2 separate regions of the Mus musculus genome follow, and region 1 is linked to region 2. The links are chromatin contacts, called in public Hi-C maps. All regions are on one chromosome and are shown on one strand. The core of a region is the stretch at or near the end of the contact, and the rest is flanking DNA. Distances in the headings are between cores, read along the strand shown. Region 1 has its middle 9.0 kb from the start of Gm30657. Region 2 has its middle 27 kb from the start of Gm25076.

Region 1 (5,259 bases), core at 1,261-3,760, 130 kb before region 2:
TAAATATATAAACCAGCTGGTTTCTCTTGTTTTCTTTGCCTCCCTCTTGTTCATTCCTCATTTGTGGAAAAAAATAAAAAAAACAATATTTAAATAAATAAAAGTAAAAAAGAAAAACAACAACAACAAAAACCTCCGAGTGGAAAGCTTTGTCCCAGGAATTTCCTGTTGGCAGTTGTCCAGGGAACTGGGCATACCAACAGTCATGTGGAGAAAAGGGCCAGGCCTGGACCAGAGAGAATGCTTGATCTGCTGGCTTCAGCTTCAGGGCTGGGCTTCCCCATCCTGGGGATGCTGGCATGGAGAATTCCCCCATCCCACTCCCTGCCCCTCCCTTTCGCCTCCCCCTACGACTGGACAGTACATTCTGTTCTTTCCCCCCATTCTGTCTCCTCCTCCTCCCCCTCCATCTCTCTCCATTTCCTTCCAGCTTTCATTTTATCTCCTACTGTCTCTACTGTCTTTGTGTCCCCAACCCCAACCCCTCCAAGGCCCTGCCTCAGTATCCTTCTAACTTTAAGGTCTCTCTCTCTCTCTCTCTCTCTCTCTCTCTCTCTCTCTCCCATCCTGGGCTCATGTTACTGAAACATAGGAACATTTCAGACTCAGGGCATGTCTGTGCAGGAGAGGCTGTGTGACTCCGAGTTGCATGGCCAGGGGTCTGAGTTTCCTGGGTAGGCTCCTAAGTAGCAGATGCACATCATGCAGTCAGGAAACACATGGAGCCTGTGACCCAGGCACCAGGGAGGTGGTCACGACTAGCCACCATCTCCCAAGGCCTGCAAACCCTCTACCGATATGATCTTCCTGGCCACCAAGCCTTGCCACAGAAAGGCAGGGAAGGATCCCACCCCTGAATCCTCCCTCCAACTGTCAGGCTCTACACCAACATTTCCATTTCAGGTAAACTGGGCTATCTCAGTCTCCAACTCAGTCTGTTCTGAACAGCCATCCCCTGTGTGCTCCATGCTTGGCAGTGTTGCTGACCCCTGCCCATTAGATTTTTAGTAGGAAAGTAGCCCTGTTGTGACAACCCAATGTATCTCCAGATATGCCTGAAGGGTCCCCTGGGGGAGGGCAGCCTCCTGGAGTGGGGAGGGGGAAACACCTTTGCTCTTCCTCATCCAAGGCACTTTGATTTCCCCAATCCCCATAGCTTCCCAGTACTATGTGTGTTGTTGTGGCTGGTGGTGTCACAGCAGTGTGGTCCCAGGGTTTTCTGGGCACAGGGTGCGTGATAGTGTATGCCAGGTTGATCCCTAGAACCATCTCTGGAGCTGCTATGTGGCGAAGCCAAGGGGCTGCCCTTCATCATTCCGAGGAAGCTGTGGTCTTCGGCTCCTACATCCCTCGCTCTCTCCCCTGTCCTCTCTGCCTGAATCCACCTCATCCTCCTTCCCACTAGGCCACCTCCTCATATCAGGAGAAGAAACCTTCCAAGAGGCTGGCAAGGTGGTTCGGAGAGTAAGGAGACCTGAGTTCAATCCCTAGGGCCACGCGGTGGAGGATGAGACTGAATACATACAGGTTGACTTCTGATCTCTTTGTAGTTCAGAAATCCCATCTCTGGTGAATTGGCTTTGTAGTGAGGAGAACATGGCCTCTCTTGACAGTAGGGCTTGAGGGAAGCTGGGAGTTCCTATGAGAAGAGCCAGAAGCTGAAGTAGATGGGCCGAAAGAAGCCCTTGGGGACTCCCCAGTCAGTTCTGTATTGTGCCTGGTGGGCCCCATTTCTCATTGCTCATGTTCAGTTTAGTCCAATAGGGTCAGGCCATCATCCTTTCCTACGGCCGGCCGGCCAAAATTGGCTGGTGAGCATGCCCGGGGCCTCCTGATGGTTTAACGATCACATTTGGAGCAAAGGGAGTTTGGTGATCTGGGAGCATGGGGGACCTAAAGCCCTGAAAGACAGAGCAGAGGACCTGCTGTCCCCAACTGCCTCCCACCTTCCAAGCCTCTGACCGTGCTGATCTCAGTCAAAAGACTTCAGACTTCACAAGGGACACCCCCCCCCCGGGGGGGGGTTGGCACTTGTCTTTTGCAGAGCATGTTTCCAGAGCTCTCAGCTTGCCCTGAGTGGCATGGCAGATAATGAGAACATAGCCACAAGAACCTGGGGGAGCAATCGAGCCTGTGGCTCTCACCTCCCTCTGAGGACATCCACTCTGCTTCTGGTCCAGGGATACAGAACAGTCCTGGGAGCTTCCAGGCCCGGAGGAAGATATCTGGGCATCCTAGTACCACTCAGCTCCATTCTGCCCTTGACCCACAGAAAAAGTGAACCATGCTGGGGAGGACTGGAGGAAGATTGGCCATGGGATCTTCCCTAATGAAGTCCAGATGGGTGAGCACGTGTGTACACGTGCGCACGTGTGCTAATCCTCGTGTGCCCCACCACGGGCGGCGCATGACATCTTCACCCTACCAGCTCAGCTCTGAGGTCCGTAGGCATGTGCTCACGTGTGCACACGGCAGGCATGCACAGCCGCTTGGCATGAACCACGTTGGGGGTGCCACTTGGAGCAGGAACGATTTAATGTTCCAAATTGGGGCAGCAGTGGGGTGTGGTACCACGAAGAGGGTTGGTCAGAGCCAAGTCAGAACTCTTTATAACATTCGAGGTATCCTGCTTATTCTCCAAGGGTAAAGAGACCCCCGCAGGGTCTGGGATTCTGGAAAATCCACAAGTAACCACCTTCCAGCCAACCACCTTTCCTGACACTTCCCACCGGCATGCCCAGATGGTGCCTGAGATATAATCGCCACGTAACTCCTCCCCTCCCACCCCCCAACACACGCCAAGGCTGCAAGCCATGGAATACATTTCAAGCCACGCTGTAAACTGTGCTTTTGGATGTCATTGAGCCCTCCCGTGCCAATGACATCACAGTTTCCATGGCAACTAATATAATTAACATGAGGGAAGGTGCAAGGAGAAGGGAAGGCAGAGAAGGAGACGGGTAGAGTCCAGCCTGGAACAGAGAAAAGAACACGGGGTGCAGGGAGGGCAGAAGGACCCATAAATTCTTCTGCCACTTGTTAGACCGGCCCCCTGGACGTCACCCCCCCCCCCCGCCTCGTGGCAGGGTGGGGGTTGTGGAGGGTGAGCTCTTTGGCAAGCTCTGTCTCCTACAAAAATACAGAAAGGGCTTTGTCCCCTCTCCAGTTGCGGAGCTGACCCAGAGGAGCAAGCCTGCCTCAGGTGGGGCGAGAGCTCCTCTACGCTCCTTGGCTCTTGCAGGGTCTGGTGAAGCCAGGGCCTGGTGGGGCTTTCCTAGAGCCCAGCTGGGGATATGCATACTCCTATGGGAACACAGGTGACTGTGAAGTTGAAATGCTTGAACAAGAAAACCAGTGTTAGATTTTTCTTGCCCCTCTGCTAGAGGAGAGGTTGCAAGGGTAGAGGGCAGGTATGAGGAGAGGGGGGCATGAGTGGGATGAGGGTGCATGATGTGAAATATACGGAGGATCAATAGAAAGGTTTTGGTGTTGGTTTGTTTGGTTTTTTTTTTTTTGTTTGTTTGTTTTTTTGTTTTGTTTTGTTTTGGTTTTTGGTTTTTGGTTTTTAGAGACAGGGTTTCTCTGTATAGCCCTGGCTATCCTGGAACTCACTTTATAGACCAGGCTGGCCTTGAACTCAGAATTCCACCTGCCTCTGCCTCCCAAGTGCTAGGATTAAAGGCATGCACCACCACTGCCTGGCAGAAAGCTGAAAGAAAGAAAGAAAGAAAGAAAGAAAGAAAGAAAGAAAGAAAGAAAGAAAGAAAGAAAGAAAGAGAGAAAGGGAGAAAGAGAGAGAGGGAGAAAGAAAGAAAGAGAGAGAGAGAGAGAGAGAGAGAGGAAGAGAGAAAGAGAGAAAGAGAGAAAGAAAGAGGGAGGGGAGGGGGAGGGGAAGGGGGAGGGGAGGAGGAGGGAGAGGGGGAGAGGGAGGGAAAGCCAGCACTTCAGGTCACAATAATGACCCTTTACCCTTAGCTTGGTGCTAGCTTCCTGTGAGCCACGTTGGTTAAGCTCAGCTCTGGGACTGTTATTATTATGATGATGATGATGATGATGATGATGATGATGATGATGATGAAGATGAAGAATGTATGTGCATTGGTGTTTTGCCTGCATGTGTGTGTATTTGAGTGAGATTCTCTGATTCCTTGGAACTGAAGTTACAGACAGTTGTGAGCTGTCACATGGCTGCTGGAAATTGGACTTGGGTCCTCTGAAAGAACAGCCAGTGATCTCCTGAGCCATCTCTCCAGCCCCAGGACCTGTTTTGGTTTTTGTTGTTGTTGTTGTTTTGTTCTTTTAAGGCCCTGAAAGGACCATGTCTTAAAGGTTGGTGTTATTAGGAGATAGTGGAACCCCATGGGAGGTCTTCAAGTCAGGATCATGGTACTCCAGGCCTTTGCTCCCCTCTTCTGCTCCCTGTCATAGGCAAGCAGTTTCTTCCCCACTGCCTACTCTCATAGTGTGTGTAGATTAGAACCCTTAACTCCAACCTTTTCTATTCACAAGACAACTAATTTGGTGTTTTTGTTTGTTTGTTTACATAGCAACAGAAAGCTGACTAACTGGCACTTGGCATTTCATTCCCAGTCTTCTTCTTCTTCTTCTTCTTCTTCTTCTTCTTCTTCTTCTTCTTCTTCTTCTTCTTCTTCTTCTTCCTCCTCCTCATCCTCCTCCTCCTCCTCCTCCTCCTCCTCCTCTTCTTCTTCTCCTTCTCCTTCTCCTCCTCCTCCTCCTCCTCCTCTTCCTACTCCTCCCCTTCTTTCTCCTCCTCCTTCCTCCTCCTCCTCCTTCTCTTTCTCTGCCCCCTCTTCCTCCTCCCCTCCTCCTTCTCTTCCCCCTCCTTCTCCCCCTCTCCTCCTCCTCCTCTTCCTCCTCCTCCTCTTTCTCTTTCTTGTTCCTCATCTTTATTTAAAAAGAAAGAAAAGAAGATTTATTTGTTTTTATTTTGTGTGCACAAGTGTTTTGCCTGAAGGCATATAAATGTGCTTCATGTATGCCTGTTCTCAGAAGAAAAGTATCAGACACCCTAGAGGTACAAATGGCTGTGAGCTGGGAGAAAACACGGGTCTTCTGCAAGGGCATCCAGGGCTCTTAACCCCTGAGCCACCTCTCCAGGCCCCTTTTCTTTTTTCTGTTTGCTTATTTTGAGGTAGGATCTCACTATGTAATCTTGACTGGCCTGAATCATGTTATGTAGACCAGGCTAGCCTTGAACTCAGAGGTTCTGCCTCCCAAAAGTGCTGGGATTAAGGGCAT
Region 2 (4,719 bases), core at 429-2,928:
GCATACCCATGCACATGTGTGCACACATATATGTACACATATATGTATATAGATTATATAAGTATACATATGTATATATATAAGTATATATTGTATATTTGTGTATATATTATATATAAACATGCATGTATGTATATATTACATATAAGCGTACGTGTGTATATTATATATAAGCATACATGTAGATAAGTATATATATGTACACATATATGTACTTATATACATTTATACACATAGGGTGGAGGGGGTTGATGGGATAAAATCCTAAAGATGTATATGTATGTGTATGTGTATATGTATACATACAAACACACACATACACACACACATATATATACTTATGCTTTTAAAGTAAGAAATATGAATAGCTGGATGTGCCATGAGACAGTGGCTTGCTCAGATGTGCCCAGCCAAGGAACAATCCCAAGTGTTCTCCAACCAACAAATGCACCTTGGTATAGCAGGGAGGGTTCTGGTCCCACCAGCGTGAGCACTTGACCTCAGGGCTCTTCAAGCCAGCCCTGTCCTGTCACACTCTGATGCTGGCAGAGACAATGGGCAAGTGTCAGCCCTTACATCTGCAGAACCTCAGAGTGCCTCAACACCCCGCTGCAAACCTCAGACAGCAGTCTCAACTCCGCTTATACAGTCCAAGTATAGCAGGACTGTCTCTGAGGCGCCAGCAGCAGAGTAACGACAGGGAGACACTTTTTAATAATTATGAAAGCCTTGCCTTGGCTTAGGCTTGTTCCTAACTAGCTCTTATACTTAAATGTCCCGTTTCTACTAATCTACATTCTCCACACTTGCTCCTTCCCGGAATCTGGTTGGTGAATGATGTCTGACTGATAACTGTCCGCGCTCAGACTTTCCCAGAGTTCCCAACTCTCCCCAGAAGCCCCGCCTATTCTTTCCTGCTCTGCCATAGGCCGTTCATCTCTTTATTAATCCAATCAGAAGGCCATGGATAAGATGCTTGCAAAACGCTGAGAGATGGGATGCTTCATACAAAGACAACCTGTATACGGTGCACAAGAGATTCGCCCAACATCTAAGCCTCCCCTGTGTTTGGTGGGGGCGGAGGGAGGGAGTGGGATAAAATCCCAAAGATATCCTAGAGAATTTATTCCCCTCCATGTTAGAGTGGACCAGTGGTTCTAGGCCTGTGGGTTGCGCAATCCCTTTGGCTAACCTCTATCTCCAAAAATATTTACACTATGATCCATCAAAGTAGCAAAATTATCCAGTGACAACGAAAATAATTTGATGGTTGGTGGGGGGGTCGCCCCAACATGAGGAACTGTATTATAGGGTCGCAGCATTGGGAACCACTGGGCTAGAGCAGTTTGCAAGCTTAAGATCTTTCTCCACCTGCTGGAACCACACTTCTTGCGCGCTGGTCTCAGAAACAGAGGGGATTGGTGACGTTTCCATCTGGCCTGGATTTCCGGCTATCTGAAGGTGGAGATGCATGGCCCCCCTCTGCCAAGAGGCTGAGAAGCTGTCCACAGCGCCACCCGGCTCCTGTCCCCTCTCTGCCAAAGGAGTCAGGAGCAGAGCCAGCCCCTGGCATCCCCAGACAGATGGCAGGGGAGTAAAACAAAAGTGGCCTTGTTAGTACCGGGCGCCTTCCTCAGGAGAAGCTATTTTTGTTGTGGTTATGAAGCGAAGTCTCCGCTGCACCCCCTTTCCCGGCGAGGAGGGCTGTGGGATGAAATTTGTTCCAAAGTTCAGGGTTTTAATTAGAACCAGAAGTGCCAGGTTTTGTCAGAAATATTTTGGAATTGGGTATGCTCGCTCGTGAGCCCCACCCCCCCACCCCCTCTCCCTCTCTCCTGGCAGTGGTACAAAGTAAATGTTGTCCCAGCGGGGACTCCCCTCCCATCACACTTCAGAGCAGAGGGGAGAACTGTTGCCCCTACCCCTGCTCGCAGCTGGGAGCTCTACCCACTTTATGGCCACGGTGGAACTGGGGGAGGAGCACCGGACAGAAGTGGAACCACAGTGCGAGGACACGCCCCCGGGGTTCTTTTGGGAAAAAAGCAAAGGAGCCTGGCACGGCGCCCAGCACACAGGGGCCTCCAGGAAATCCATGTGCCTTGAGAAGAGAAAACAGGCTTCCCCAGGACTGAAGCCAGTGGAGACACTGCAGCCAGGAGCCCAAGTTCAGGGCTGGCAGCGGCGTTCAGGATTCAGACGGCCCTCCTTGTTATTTTGGATTCTTACCTTCCTCTTTCAAAAAAAAAAAAAAAGTGTGTGTGTGTGTGTGTGTGTGTGTGTGTGTGCGCGCGCACGCACACACTAGAACATATGTGTTCTGATGTGTGCATGCAGAAGTCACAGGACAGTTGCTGGCATTGGGGGATCAGGTGATGGATTAGCATTCACCTTGATTTTTGAGGCAGAGTCTCTCATTGTCCGGAGCTTGCCATAACGTGCATGGCCAGTGAGTCTCACCGATCAGCCATCTTTGTCCCCCGGTGCCGGGATTGCAGGCGGGCACCACTATGTCTGGCTTCTTTCACGTGGGTTCTAGGGAACCAAAGTGAAGCCCTCTTGTATACAAGATGACTCTCTACCAACCTGTCCTCTCTCTAGCCCTCTCCTCTCTTTTCCTTCCTTCCTTCCTTCCTTCCTTCCTTCCTTCCTTCCTTCCTTCCTTCCTTCCTTCCTTCCTTCCTGTCTGTTTTTCTACCTTTTCTTTTCTTTCCTTTCCTTTCCTTTCCTTTCCTTTCCTTTCCTTTCCTTTCCTTTCCTTTCCTTTCCTTTTTTCTTTTCTTTTCTTTTCTTTTCTTTTCTTTTCTTTTCTTTTCTTTTCTTTTCTAATTGGGGTGGCTGTTTTGTTTCTCCAGCGCTGGAGACTGAACCCAGAGCAAGCATTCTCCCACTGATGTATATCCCCAGCCCTTTTTGCAGGTTTTGTTTTGAAGCAGGATCCATGCTCAGTAACCCAGACTGACCTTGAACTTGCAATCCTCCTGCCTCAGCTTCTGGAATAGCTGGGATGACCGGCCTTCACTACTTTCTCTGTTTAAATGAGTTAGAAACTCAAACCACATGTGACTCCTTCCCTTGCAGCAGAATAAACACAGGTAAGATGAAAACATCCCCACACTCCACGGGCTCCTGGTCATGTGGTGCAGATGCCTCATGGTGACCTCCTCTGTGCTTGACAGTATCAAAGTGATGCTTTGATTACTTATGGCCTTTGGTTAGGTGCAAAGGGAGTTTGCTTCTGTCTTGCGGTGAGGTGGTTAGAAGTGAGGACTCGGGATCCCGCATGTCTGGAGTCTAACTCTGGCTGCAGGCCTTTGTGGTAGCTTCAGAGTAGATGGGTGGGCCCGGCCTCCTGGTGTGTGACCGCCAATGACCACAACGGCCTGTTCAGGGCTATGTGTGGCCAGGCACTCTAGGAGATCTGGGCTGCCTGCTCTGGTCTCAGTTCTCTGAGGTCCAGGGTTGCAGCCCTGTGCCGTTTTATTTATTTTGAGGCAGAATCTTGCTTCGTAGCCTGGGACTCATAATCCTCCTGCCTCAGACTCCCAAGTAAACGAGGTCATAGCTGGGCACCACCACACTTGGCTCTGAGCCAGCTTTCCAACTAGAAGAAGAGCTATGTGCTAAATTTATGACTGCCCTTCCTTCCTTCCTTCCTTCCTTCCTTCCTTCCTTCCTTCCTTCCCTCCCTCCCTCCCTCCCTCCCTCCCTCCCTTCCCTTCCCTCCCTTCCCTTCCCTTCCCTCCCTCCCTCCCTCCCTCCCTCCCTCCCTCCCTCCCTCCTTCCTTCCTTCCTTCCTTCCTTCCTTCCTTCCGTGTTTACGTATGATGTGTATTGGTGTGTGAGCATGTGTATACTGTCCCATGGTGTGCATGTGGAGGGCCACGATTCATCCAAGAACTGAATATAGGTCATCAGGCTTTTAGGTCATTAGGTCATCAGGATTTTAGGTCATTAGGTCATCAGGCTTTTAGGTCATTAGGCTTTTATCTGTTGAGTCTTCTTGCCAGTCCTACCTTTAACTTTTCAGACATTACCTGGCTATCCCTTCATTTCCAGTACTAGACCCTCAGATTTGGAGAACAGACTCAGTTGAAAGAGATTGCTGAGGTCTGGGGTGGGGGAATGGGGGCTCTGTGTGTGTGTGTGTGTGTGTGTGTGTGTAGCAAATCCCCTGCTCACCTTGACCTCCACCTGCATTCCACTTTGACTTAAAAAAATCAGTAAACAGCCGGGCAGTGGTTGTATACGCCTTTAATCCCAGCACTTGGGAGACAGAGGCAGGTAGATTTCTGAATTCAAGGCCAGCCTGGTCTACAGAGTGAGTTCCAGGACAGCCAGTGCTACACAAAGAAACCCTGTCTCAGAAAAAAAAAAAAAAATCAGTAAACAGAGGCCAGGCATAGTGGTTCACACCCATCATCCCAGTACTCCAGAAGCAGAGGCAGGAGAATCAAGGGTTGGAGGCCAACCTGGGCTACAGAATGAGTCCTTATCTTGAAACAAACATGCAATCAGTAATTGCCTACAGGTGGCAGAGTTGAGAAGACACAGGAACACACGCAGGTCATGGCTTTTTAAATTCCTGCTCCAGGGAACCCAGCACCCTCTTCTGGCCTCTACAGGCACTGCACACCTGTGCGCACAGACAGACAAACAGACACACACACACACACACACACACACACACACACACACACACACACACACACGCACACAATT

The links. Hi-C and Micro-C count contacts between places; a contact is called where the count stands out from the background.
Region 1: a Hi-C map of cerebral cortex shows a contact between it and region 2, with 1.9 times the contacts expected there. The contact joins two enhancer-like sites. A contact is called at or near these places in 3 of 39 promoter capture datasets (the C10 cell line, stem cell-derived epiblast-like cells and trophoblast stem cells), 1 of 15 datasets of contacts at CTCF or cohesin (the NIH/3T3 cell line), 8 of 484 Hi-C or Micro-C datasets (B cells, the G1E-ER4 cell line, cerebellum and 2 more), 3 of 115 datasets of contacts at active chromatin or transcription factors (embryonic stem cells and pancreatic cancer cells) and 1 of 9 other capture datasets (embryonic stem cells).

What each region holds. Positions count from the first base shown.
Region 1 is chr5:118,419,907-118,425,165 of GRCm38.p6, reverse strand. No RefSeq gene overlaps it. Among named protein-coding and RNA genes, the nearest start is that of Gm30657, 9.0 kb to the right of the region's middle. Within about 2 kb of position 2,510, at least 97 of the 459 cell types and tissues checked have an H3K27ac peak or open chromatin away from gene starts, as enhancers often do. A contact at or near this core is called in cerebral cortex, where this site is marked.
Region 2 is chr5:118,291,525-118,296,243 of GRCm38.p6, reverse strand. No RefSeq gene overlaps it. Among named protein-coding and RNA genes, the nearest start is that of Gm25076, 27 kb to the right of the region's middle. Within about 2 kb of position 1,678, at least 132 of the 459 cell types and tissues checked have an H3K27ac peak or open chromatin away from gene starts, as enhancers often do. A contact at or near this core is called in cerebral cortex, where this site is marked.